Linked DNA regions of Xenopus laevis: region 1 is linked to region 2. A link is a contact called in public Hi-C data. All regions are on one chromosome and are shown on one strand. The core of a region is the stretch at or near the end of the contact, and the rest is flanking DNA. Distances in the headings are between cores, read along the strand shown. Region 1 has its middle 24 kb from the start of LOC108702781. Region 2 holds the start of LOC108702776 (tigger transposable element-derived protein 4-like).

Region 1 (5,285 bases), core at 1,602-4,101, 170 kb before region 2:
CTCTTCAGACTGGTTAGACCTGACTGGCACATAATACAGCAGCCTATATTACATGTAGGTATCCTTGTGCGTGTCTGTATGTGCAGGTGTCTCTACAGAAGCTTTCTTTAGTTGTTTATCATTGTAGATTTGCTGACCTTGTACATATTCTTGCACCACAATACCTCTGATTCCTATAGTAACACCCTTCTCGGGTTTAAAATAGCCTTACAATTAGGGATGCCACCTGGCCGGTATTTTACTGGCCTGGCTGGTAAATATGATGGTCGATCCCAATGTTATTAATAGGGAAAAAAGTTAAATACATAGGAAGGTGGCAACCCTACTTGCAATAGGGGACCATGATCAGTAACTTGGTTCTGCAGAACAAAGGGAATTGCTGTATAGGAGATTGGTTTCCACTGAACCCTACCTTCTCTTGTAGGATTTGTACTTGGCTGAACCTGAACCCTTAAAGTCATGTGATTTGCATTGCATTACTCAAAATGACAGGTTGATTCAAGTTTTTGGGTAATTTCTTTTAAATGTGCAGATTTAAATGTGAAGATTAGGGTTCTGATTTGTTTCCACTATTTGGACAAAACTTTGGCGGAGGTTTTTGTATTTGGCCAAATATAAAAACTGTGAATTCCAGTGGTGCAACTACCACCACACTGAACCTGAACCTCCACACTCTGGATGTGCAGCCACCCCCCCCCCCACTGGCCCAAATATTAGTGAATACAGGCCCGGATTTGTGGCAAGGCCACAAAGGACCGGGCCTAGGGCGGCAAGATTTTTGGAGCGGCAGGCTGCCCAGCCGTATTTCCGTTTAAGTAGAAGCACTGGGGATATGTTGCTGTTAAACAGCCCGCCGACGTATTCCCCAGTGTGCCAGAAGGAGCCTGCGCATGCGTGCACTTGCACTAGGGGATGCGCTGCTGTTTAAACATCCCATCAACGTATTCCCCAGTGCTCCGGGTGGAGCCTGCGCATGCGTACACTTGCATGAGTGAAGGAACCTCTTGCGGAGGGAGTGCTTGCGAGGGGAGGGGTGGTTGGTTGACTCCAGCGTTGAGGCGGCCCAAAGAGAAATTCGGCCCTGAGTGATTACCTATGGCAATCCCAATGACATTTGCCAGAATCAACAGATTCCAGGTCTGGATTACCTGGTGTACCTGATGAGCCCCATGCAGGTCTGGGTGCAGTTGCATTGTGGATTTGGTGTATCCTTACTGTGGACCCACTGTGAGCCCAACTGCCACAGCAGCCTCCATCACCCAGTCTGCACATCCCTGACCCATCCAGAACAGTGGAGGGGGGCATAAACAGGGAACAGCCAGCATGTGCTGGGGTTGGTAATGTGCCCCCTGTCCTTGTACACTCCCCCCACTGGCCAGGAGTAGATAGGAGAGGCGGAACAGTGGGGGCACATACCTCTTCTTCTCGCCTATTTCTTGACCAGGCCCTTGTATGCTTGCTAAGGAAGTGGAGGGGATTTGTCAAGCTTGATGGTGACGAATGGTGAGGGGGAAAGGGGGGTAATTCTGCTCACCCAGTCATGCAACTTCTTTCCTATATATATCTTCTATTACTGGCAGCATTTATTCAGTTGTCCTGCTGAAGACTGGTTGCTGTAAGCCAGAGCTGCCACACATATCATGCTTTTGGCACATACAACATGATTTCTTATCATGGGGATTTAAATGGCCTGTTGGTGGTGGCACCAGATCCAGACTTAGACAGAAAATTGTCCTTGGCCTTTGCCTTTTTTAAGCCCAAACAGCGTCCCACAGGCTTAATATGGGGCATTGTTTGGTAGAATCTACAATTGCCAGCCCATACCTCTCCCTATGTAACCTTATGCAAAGAAAATGAAGAGTCTGTAAGCAATGGGAATGTTTATAGAAATAATGCAAGCAAATCTGGATCAAATACTTTACAGTAGAGATGACAATGTGTTGCTGTTGAATTTGCTGAACTCAGCAGGACAGTTTTTTGCAAACTGTACATGGTCAGAGAAGAAGAAGAATGTTTGTATACAGAGATGGGATTACACTATCTCTGACTTGTTTATCCTGCACATATATATATATGTATATTTAGCAATCTGTGCAAGATTTCTGGTGCTTGTAAAACAGATATTGTCCCTGCAGAAAGAGTGGAGAGTTTCTATTGGGTGTGTGCTCTTTGCTCTAGGCTACTTCTATGTAAATATATATTGCAACTTAAATGAATGTTATTTATGGCTTTGGGAGAATGGTAGTGCTTCCTTTTCTCAAACCTCCAGAAAATGCCGGCAATTACTGCACCTGTCTATTCTGAAGTCAGCACAAACAGAGAGAGGGAGGGGGCAACTATCCCACTGCCAAACACCTGCCTTATCTTCTCAGTGCAAAATGCCACACACCTGCCAAACTGTATAATGTGCCAATTGCCTTAGTGCAAAGTGCAACATACCTGTCAGTCTGTACACTGTGCCTATCTCCTTAGCTGAAAGGGCAGGTTGGTTACCCATGTTTTATATGGGCTTATCTTGATAAATTTTATAAATGACACAGAATCATCATTAAGAAGATCCAACATTAGCTGCATAAGGCCAGGCCCGGATTTGTGGCGAGGCCACAAAGGCCTGGGCCTAGGGCAGCAAGTCTGAAGAGGTGTCCAGCCACATTCTAATCCATGCACGCTCCTGTGGGGAGGGGGGCAGGCAGGAGATTGCGGATTGCGAAAGAATTTGGCGGGTGCTAGGACCCTGTGGCACATAGATGATGAGTGCTAGGACCGGTGCCAGGCCGAGTCGGCTGGGCGGCCTAGGCAGCCCAGCTGACTATGTTGCCCCCCTCCACATTCATGCGCACGAACGAGCAATTGTGCATGCGCGGACCAGTGCACCCCCTGGTAATGCGTACGTGAGGAGCACACATGGAGGAGCACTAACAGCTGGAATTGCTGCCGCAGGTGGGGGCACAAGGGTCTGAGCTAAGGGGAATCGGGTAGAAGAGGTACCATGCCTGGCGCCCCTCCAACTTTGCGCCCTAGGCACGTGCCTCTTCTGCCTACCCCTAGTTCCAGCCCTGGCTAGGACCCTGCGGAGTGAATCGGCCTTGGGGAGCGCATGGCTGAAATTCAGGCCTGAATAAGGCTGCTGCCTGTTGAGAGTTCTCCCAAAACTCAGATCTGAAATCCAGGACCAGAAATAGGGTAGGAAGAAGTGGCATCTGCTTAGGGTGCAACTGTGGGGGGGGGGGGGTGCTGGGCTGGTATCTTGTGAAGAGTCTTCTGACCCTTTTCTCTTTCTACCCTCTAAGATGTGTCCTGGCAAAAGTGCCCAGATGGAGGAAAAAGCAGACACAATAACACCACCAGCTCATGCTTTTCAGTGGACAAGTTCTGCAAGCTCTTTGGCTTTGCAATATACAGTATGTGTCCTGGTCGGGATGGGGAAGTGGGAATTTACATGTATGTGGGAAGGGTGCTACATTGGCCCACTAATAGAAAGCCGGACTTTTGGACTTTGTGGCCGGGTTTGTGGTGGTGAAGGTGGTGGGTGGGAAGGGAGTAAACCCCCCTTTCATGGACAAAGGAAAGACTTTGCCAGGGTTCGGTTTTTGGGTGGGAATTATGGACAGAGGAAGGTCTCTGAGAGGATTTGGTATATGGTGGTGCTGGAAAGTGCGGAGCCAAGCCAAAGATTGATGGACTCTTATTTGCTTATTGGTGGTGATAGTCTCAAATAAGTTTGATTTAGCTGAGCTCATGATTATTATTGTAAATTGATAAGTTTTTACTGAATAAAAAAAAAATCCTAACTGATACACATTGTAAGCAGAGGTCCTATCTAGAGACCAACAGACCAAGCGCCCATGATAAATGAGTGCGCCTTCCATTGCTGGTGATTTCCTCTGAAATAAATTGGGAACAATTCAGATCAAATGCCTCCCTCACAGGGAACTACTTAAAACACTCTATGTAAAGAGTATATATGGGAATATTTAGTAACAGAACACTCGTCAGTACTATAAAAATAAAAACATTTTTATAAAAAGAGCAATTAGGGGTCATCAACCTGGATATCACTACTTAATGTATAGGAAATAATGATCTTAGGTTCCTTTTCAAACAAGTGCATTGATCTTTGTTACTTGAAGCCGACTCTCTCCCATGTATCTGCTTCCTGGTCGTAACTGATTAATCAGGTTTTATGGTCCCCAGTTTCTAATGACGATAAACAGTATCACATGTAATGCAACAAAAGAATCAGTTGTTCTATAATATAGGGAATAACACTATAGCACAGTGAAAACACTGTTTAGATAAGACACGTGTTTTATTATTAACTACTTGCACTCTTAAAGGGCAGCTTAGCATTTTAGTCAACTTTAAAGGTATAGTAACACCAAAAGATTAAAGATTGTCTAATAAAATTTTTTACATACCACCTATATCCTAAGTTTCCCGTCTGACGTAAGAAAACTGACAGTTTCTAAATTTTACCGAACCACGTGGTATGATTTAGAAAGTCTCTGAGGGACTAACCCCCTAATTCTAGAACTCACGACCTAAAAAAGGGGTGTATGGCTGCCTCCCAGGATTCCTCGATATGGAGATAATGGAAGACTTGTTAAAATCCCTCCAACAAGGGCGAGTAACGGGCTCAGTTGATTTAAATGTTTTTATTTACTTTATGTTGTTGTTTATGTTGTTGTTGGAAAATAAAAGAGGCCTCCCACAATCACTTTGTTAGAAATAGTGGTGAACTCACAAATGTGACCACCACTACCCAACTTGTAATACTTCTCAAATCTTACCTTCCCACCCCGTACTATGAATGTATATTACGTTTATATTATCCAATAACACACAATCAAAACTGCCATTGATCAAAAGGTTTTATTGCTTAATGGATGTTTAACTTGTAACGACAATGACATTATGCATAAATTTACATTTTTAAAACAATTAAAAAAAATTGTTGTGTTGTATTGATAAAACTGCCATGTTTGCTTCAGAAAGACAACAATAGTTTATGTAAACAAGTTGTTGTGTAGCCATGGGGGCAGCCATTCAAGCACAGGATGCACATTAGATAACAGATAAGTTCTGAAGAATCCCATTGTACAGCTCTACAGAGCTTATCTGTTATCTGCTGTGTATCCTGTGCTTTTTCTCCTTCTTCAGCTTTGAATGGCTGCCCCCGTAGCTACACAGTAGCTTGTTTATATCAACAATAGTAATAGTAGTGTTTCTGAAGAAAACACACCAGTTTTACCAGAGCAGCACAACCGTACATTATATTTCATTCG
Region 2 (5,435 bases), core at 2,653-5,152:
AATATCTGCTACACATAATATACAGCAGCACAAATTCCAATTAACAATCTGGTTTCATTGTTCCCCGTTCTGAGCACAGGTTAGGGTTTGTTATAAAATATTAATATATATATATTCACAAATGAGCATAGAGGCAGAAATATATCTAGTTTTATTATTTAATATTAAATGAGCTATCCAACATGACTGCATAAGCTGCATTAGAACAAGGGCATTTGAGGTTTATTTTGGTTAATTTTACAAATTATTCAGCGTGTGGATATTTATATATATATGTGAATATATTTCAGTTTCATAATCCTCATCATTTGGAAAGGAATGGAGGAATTGACTTGCCCTTCAGAGTTGTACAATAAACAGTAAAATGTCTGAGCAAAAGGATCTGTTACATTATTTGTGCAACAATACAGTATTTGTGTGGGATGAATAACAGCTATATGTCTTTTTATATAAATCTATAAGAAATTTAATTTAACTGCAGGCAGTGCTGAGCCAAGCACTATTGGCACCCAAGCAATCCTACTTTACCTGGCGCACCTTCTGATCATCTGCTTCCCCAACCGATTTCCCTATGCGGATATCTTTCTCCCCCACCATCTACCCCCCTCACTTGGTCCACATGGTTCTCTTCCTTCCTCACCATTTGTTTGTGTCTGATTGCACTGCCTATTTCTTTTGCACCCCCCATTTCTTTTGCACTCAAGGCCCACACCTCTTTTGCCTACCCCTAGGCAACTGCAACTCTAGGCAAATGACTAGGGCAACCATTTCAGGAGCAAACTCTGGAACCTATATACAGGGCCACTATTAGGGAAATATTGGGGGGATTATAGCTGTGGTTGACCACCTCCCCATCAATAAAGTTGAAGCTTTTGTCCTAGGAAAACCTGCGAGTTAATCTTTTGTTTAAGATTGGTAAGTAGACAGGCAACTGATGTTCTTTCAATCAGGGTCCCTAAACAGAATTTGCAATGGACCCAGTACCAGCTAACTATGCCACGGCTTTCCTTACATCTGGGTGTATGTGGGTGTGCCTTCTGTCTGTCTGTAGCTGTCTCTGGTTTGCCTCAGGTTCATCAAAATACTATGACAATTACAGAAGCAATTAACAAGAGAACCCCCCAATGTAATTGCTCACTTCAGCAGAGCCTTTACCTGCAAGTGTCCCAATTGCCACCACTGTATAAGTCAGCTCTAACAGGGTTAGACAGTTATTGTGCTGCCAGACCGGAAACTTGAACCCTGACTTGCTTTGGTTTTGTTCAGTTACCTCCATGTGTTCTAGGAGCATGATACATGGGGCTAGCACTGTATTTATCCTGCTATGTGTTATGGAATGTATAATATTGTATCTATCTATTTGTATGTTCTGGGGTATTATTTAACATACTGGAACTACATGTATCCTGTAAGATGTTCTAGGAATTTATATGAAATTGTTACTGCATTGTTCCTGGGACACTGTGAAGAAATTAGTGTAGGAAATGTCTTTAATTACTAGGGATACACTGAATCCACTATTTTGGATTCGGCCGAACCCCCGAAACCTTCACGGAAGATTCGGCCGAATACCGATCCGGATCCTAATTTGCATATGCAAATTGGGGTTGGGTTTACATCCTTGTTTTGTGACAAAAAATCACGTGATTTCCCTCCCCGTCCCTAATTTGCATATGCAAATTAGGATTCGGATTCGGTTTGGCCAGGCAGAAGGATTCGGCCGAATACGAATCCTGCTTTAAAAGCCCAAATCCCGAACCGAATCCTGGATTCGGTGCATTAATTAATTAACTAATTACCACCCCAACACTAAAATCACCTGCTCCCCACTGGCAAAATTAGATACAGCTTAAACATTGTTTGACTCAAGCATTTACACACAGTGAGCAGGTGATACGTATTCTAGGGTTATTGGTTTTGGTTTGGGCTCTTCCCAAATGGACACAGAGACAGCTGGGGTAGTGCATTGAAGTGGCCCTTGCTGTATAGTGCCAGACAGGAAGAAGGATAACAGGAAGTCAGTGTGCTCTGCTGAAACCATGACAACACTAGCTACATATAATTGCCTATTGTTATTATAGGAGTGTTATCTGCTAGTAAGCTCTGCCAGGACTCCTCACAGCATATTCTTCTGTACAGATGATCCATGGGGTGCACAAAGCAGGAATATGTGTAACAAGTGTAGGGAACACATCACATCCTCCCATAACAGTCCTGCCTGGTAAAGAACCACATCAGATAACCAGCAGCAAGATGGATGACCAAAAATGTAAATAAAGATGAAGTAACTGGTACAGGATAAGGCACTGATGGAATACTCACAAATCAGATTCTGGGCTGCAGAAGACAGGATTTGCTAACCGCGTTTGTGTCCCATGGCAAGGATCCAGCTGACGGGCTCAGTGCAACCCTCACTGTCTCACTAATCTACTCAGTAACCATTTTCCCTGATTGATCGATTTTTAGTTATTTGTGGTTTTTGAGTTATTTAGCTTTTTATTCAGCAGCTCTCCAGTTTGCAATTTCAGCAATGTGGTTGCTAGGTTGCAAATTACCCTAGAAACCATGCACTGATTTGAATAAGAGACTGGAATATGAATAGAAGTGGGCCTGAATAGAAAGATGAGTAATACAAATTAGGAATACCAATACATTTGTAGCCTTACAGAGCATTTGAAAGCTGCAAAGAGTCAGAAGAAAAAGGCAAATAATTATAAAACTACAAAAAATAAATAATCAAAACCAATTGAAGAGTTGCTTAGAATTGGCCATTGTACAACATACTAAACGTTACCTTAAGGGTATGACTCCACGAGCGATTTTGTCATGATCAGACGCGCTGCGACAAAATGCATGCGACAAAAAATAAGGCAAGAGATAGAATTGTTGCATGGTGTCGCAGTATTGATCCGACGCAATCCGACTGTCTGATGCAGACGCAGCGCGCAGCCTGTGTAAGAGCATGTGATCAAGTGTCTGTATATACAGTAAAGGTGGCCATACACTGAGAGATCCGCTCGTTTGGCAATGTCGCCAAACGAGCAAATCTCTCCACGATATGCCCACCTTGAGATGGATCCTAACGATGGCTAACGGGCGGTCGGATCGCGGGGCCGCATCAACGAACAGATGCGGCCGCTATCCGACGGGATTTTTAGTCCCGTCCGATCGTCATCTGCCCGACTTTCGGCCAGATATCGATCGGGGAAGCCCGTCGGGCCAATGTCGGCAGCTATTATGGGACCATGTATGGCCTACTTAATATGGCTGTGTATAAGTTTGTCTGTATTGGGTTCATTTATAAACAGTGGGCAAATTTGCTCCTGGGTAGTAACCCATAGCAACCAATCAGTGATTAGTTTTTTCAGCCAGCTGCTGGTTGAGTACGGAAAGCAATCATCTAATTGATTGCCATGGGTTACAGCCCAGGAGCAAATTTGCTCACTGTTTATAAATAACTGACTGTGTTTGACTGTGTGTGTCTAAAAAGTAACTCTATGCCTGAATGCTAAAATTTTGCACTGCTGTGCCCATCTTTCTGTTTTTTTGCGAATTTGCTTTGTGCATGAATTTTCGCAAATGAGACGTTGTTGTGCGTGAAAATAGTGTTGACAGTAACTTAAATTCGCAAAACTGTTTTGCGAATATTCTCTCCGCCACCAAAGTCGTGGTGTCACTCGGACGCAGAGAATGCAATTTGCATTTTTCGCCATATTTAAGAAGCTCTTATGAACATTCACAATATGAAAAAAGTACATGAAGTACACCACTCATCCAGCTTTATAAATATAACCATGCGCAGGGCAAATATTTTCAATGTGCGGATCATTCTGCCCTGCGCGAAGTTTATCAATGAGCCCCAGTGTGTGTGTACAAGTCTATAAGTGCAGCTGTGTGTATGTGTGAAGGTGTGTGTGTTGTTGGTGTGCCAGTGTGCCAGTCCAATAGAAATGAATGGGATCAGATTACCAGCCTGTAGGCAGAGAGAGCAATGGAGGCGAATGGGGGTAATTTAGGGGTTCTCTGATCTTAAATACAATTACAAGCTCTTATGGGCTCATCCTTGTCCAGCTAATTATGATATCAGTCTGGTTTACGTTTTATATTTAAAAATAGAAATCATTGTGTTGTGCAGGATGGGAAAGCGTTTAGTTTTTCATTACAGGATAGCTCTGGGCTGTATTACAGAGAGAATACATTGTCATACTCACTGTACCTGCATATGAGATGCACCCCCTTTGTACGGTTGGTTTGAGCGTCTCTCCTTATTTCCCATGCGATGGAAACCGCACTGTCCCAGGATATACTAACTATACCGATCTCAAGGGGGGGGAGGGTTGATAAATGCCTAGCAATTACTCGTGGCTCACGCCGCCCGCAGGCTGGCTGACCCTCTGCCTCTGGGATACGTATTCATATATTTAGGGGTCCGGAGCAGGCACAGTGTGCAGCAATTTTGGGATGAGGTGGGTTAATGTAAAATTTCCCATGAGCCCCCAGCGATGATTCCCTTCCGGATCGTTGTTTGCAAGGGAAGGTTCATTCAACTGCTCGCTAAAAACAGGGGAAATACCCCAGGGATGGGATTGTGAGCAGTCATATAGAAACAAGGCTCTCCCTGTGTATTTATGGTCTGTCCCGGGGGAGAGAGCAGGAAGCATGTCCAAGGCTCAGACAGGTATGTGATTGCTGGGAGACAGGGTGTAGACACAATGGCAATGCTGCGCTGTGTGGGAGTCAATGTGGAGTTCAGTGAGGCCTCTGTGTCGTGAAGGGACCATGTGCTCAATGTCTGTACTGCGACTCCCATCAACACCCGTTATACCTCCAGCAGTGCAGGAGCTGTGAATGCTTCCAGGCTGGACACACTGAGGGATGCTTTACAATAACCCCCCCATTCTTGTGGCTGGATATGCTGAGTGGCACCTTGCTTTGGGACTGGGTGATATCCATTTATGTTCATTCCCAAAAAAACACTTTTTTGGGCTGATTTCCAAGTATGGGAGACATTATACAGAAAAGCCATTATCCAGGAACACACAGCAGTGACAATAGAATCTTATTTAACCCTGGGTCACAGGCTGGCTTCAATTATATACCCAATTGCCCCTGCTTTAAAGAGATACTGTCATGTCATGAAAAAAAACAAAGTTTTTTTTCAAAACACATCAGTTAATAGCGCTGCTCCAGCAGAATTCTGCACTGAAATCCATTTCTCAAAAGAGCAAACACATTTTTTTATATTCAATTTTGAAATCTGACATGGGGCTAGACATTTCGTCAATTTCCCAGCTGCCCCTGGTCATGTGACTTGTGCCTGCACTTTAGGATGGAACTACTTTCTGGCAGGCTGTTATTTCTCCTACTTAATGTAACTGAATCAGTCTCAGTGGGACTTGGCTTTTACTATTGAGTGTTGTTTTTAGATCTACCAA

Evidence for each region. Hi-C and Micro-C count contacts between places; a contact is called where the count stands out from the background.
Region 1: a contact with region 2 is called in a Hi-C map of the XL177 cell line, with 4 times the contacts expected there. The contact joins the enhancer-like site here to the promoter of LOC108702776 in region 2. A contact is called at or near these places in 2 of 4 Hi-C or Micro-C datasets (the XL177 cell line and the XTC cell line).

Annotation. Positions count from the first base shown.
Region 1 is chr9_10S:37,735,622-37,740,906 of Xenopus_laevis_v10.1, reverse strand. No RefSeq gene overlaps it. Among protein-coding and RNA genes, the nearest start is that of LOC108702781, 24 kb to the left of the region's middle. Within about 2 kb of position 2,851, at least 1 of the 7 cell types and tissues checked has an H3K27ac peak or open chromatin away from gene starts, as enhancers often do.
Region 2 is chr9_10S:37,567,262-37,572,696 of Xenopus_laevis_v10.1, reverse strand. It overlaps LOC108702776 (tigger transposable element-derived protein 4-like), which reads left to right and starts at 3,902. Exons shown (of 2, transcript XM_018238461.2): 1 at 3,902-4,678. The coding sequence starts at 4,660. It overlaps snta1.S (alpha-1-syntrophin), which reads left to right. Exons shown (of 8, transcript XM_018238462.2): 8 at 1-427.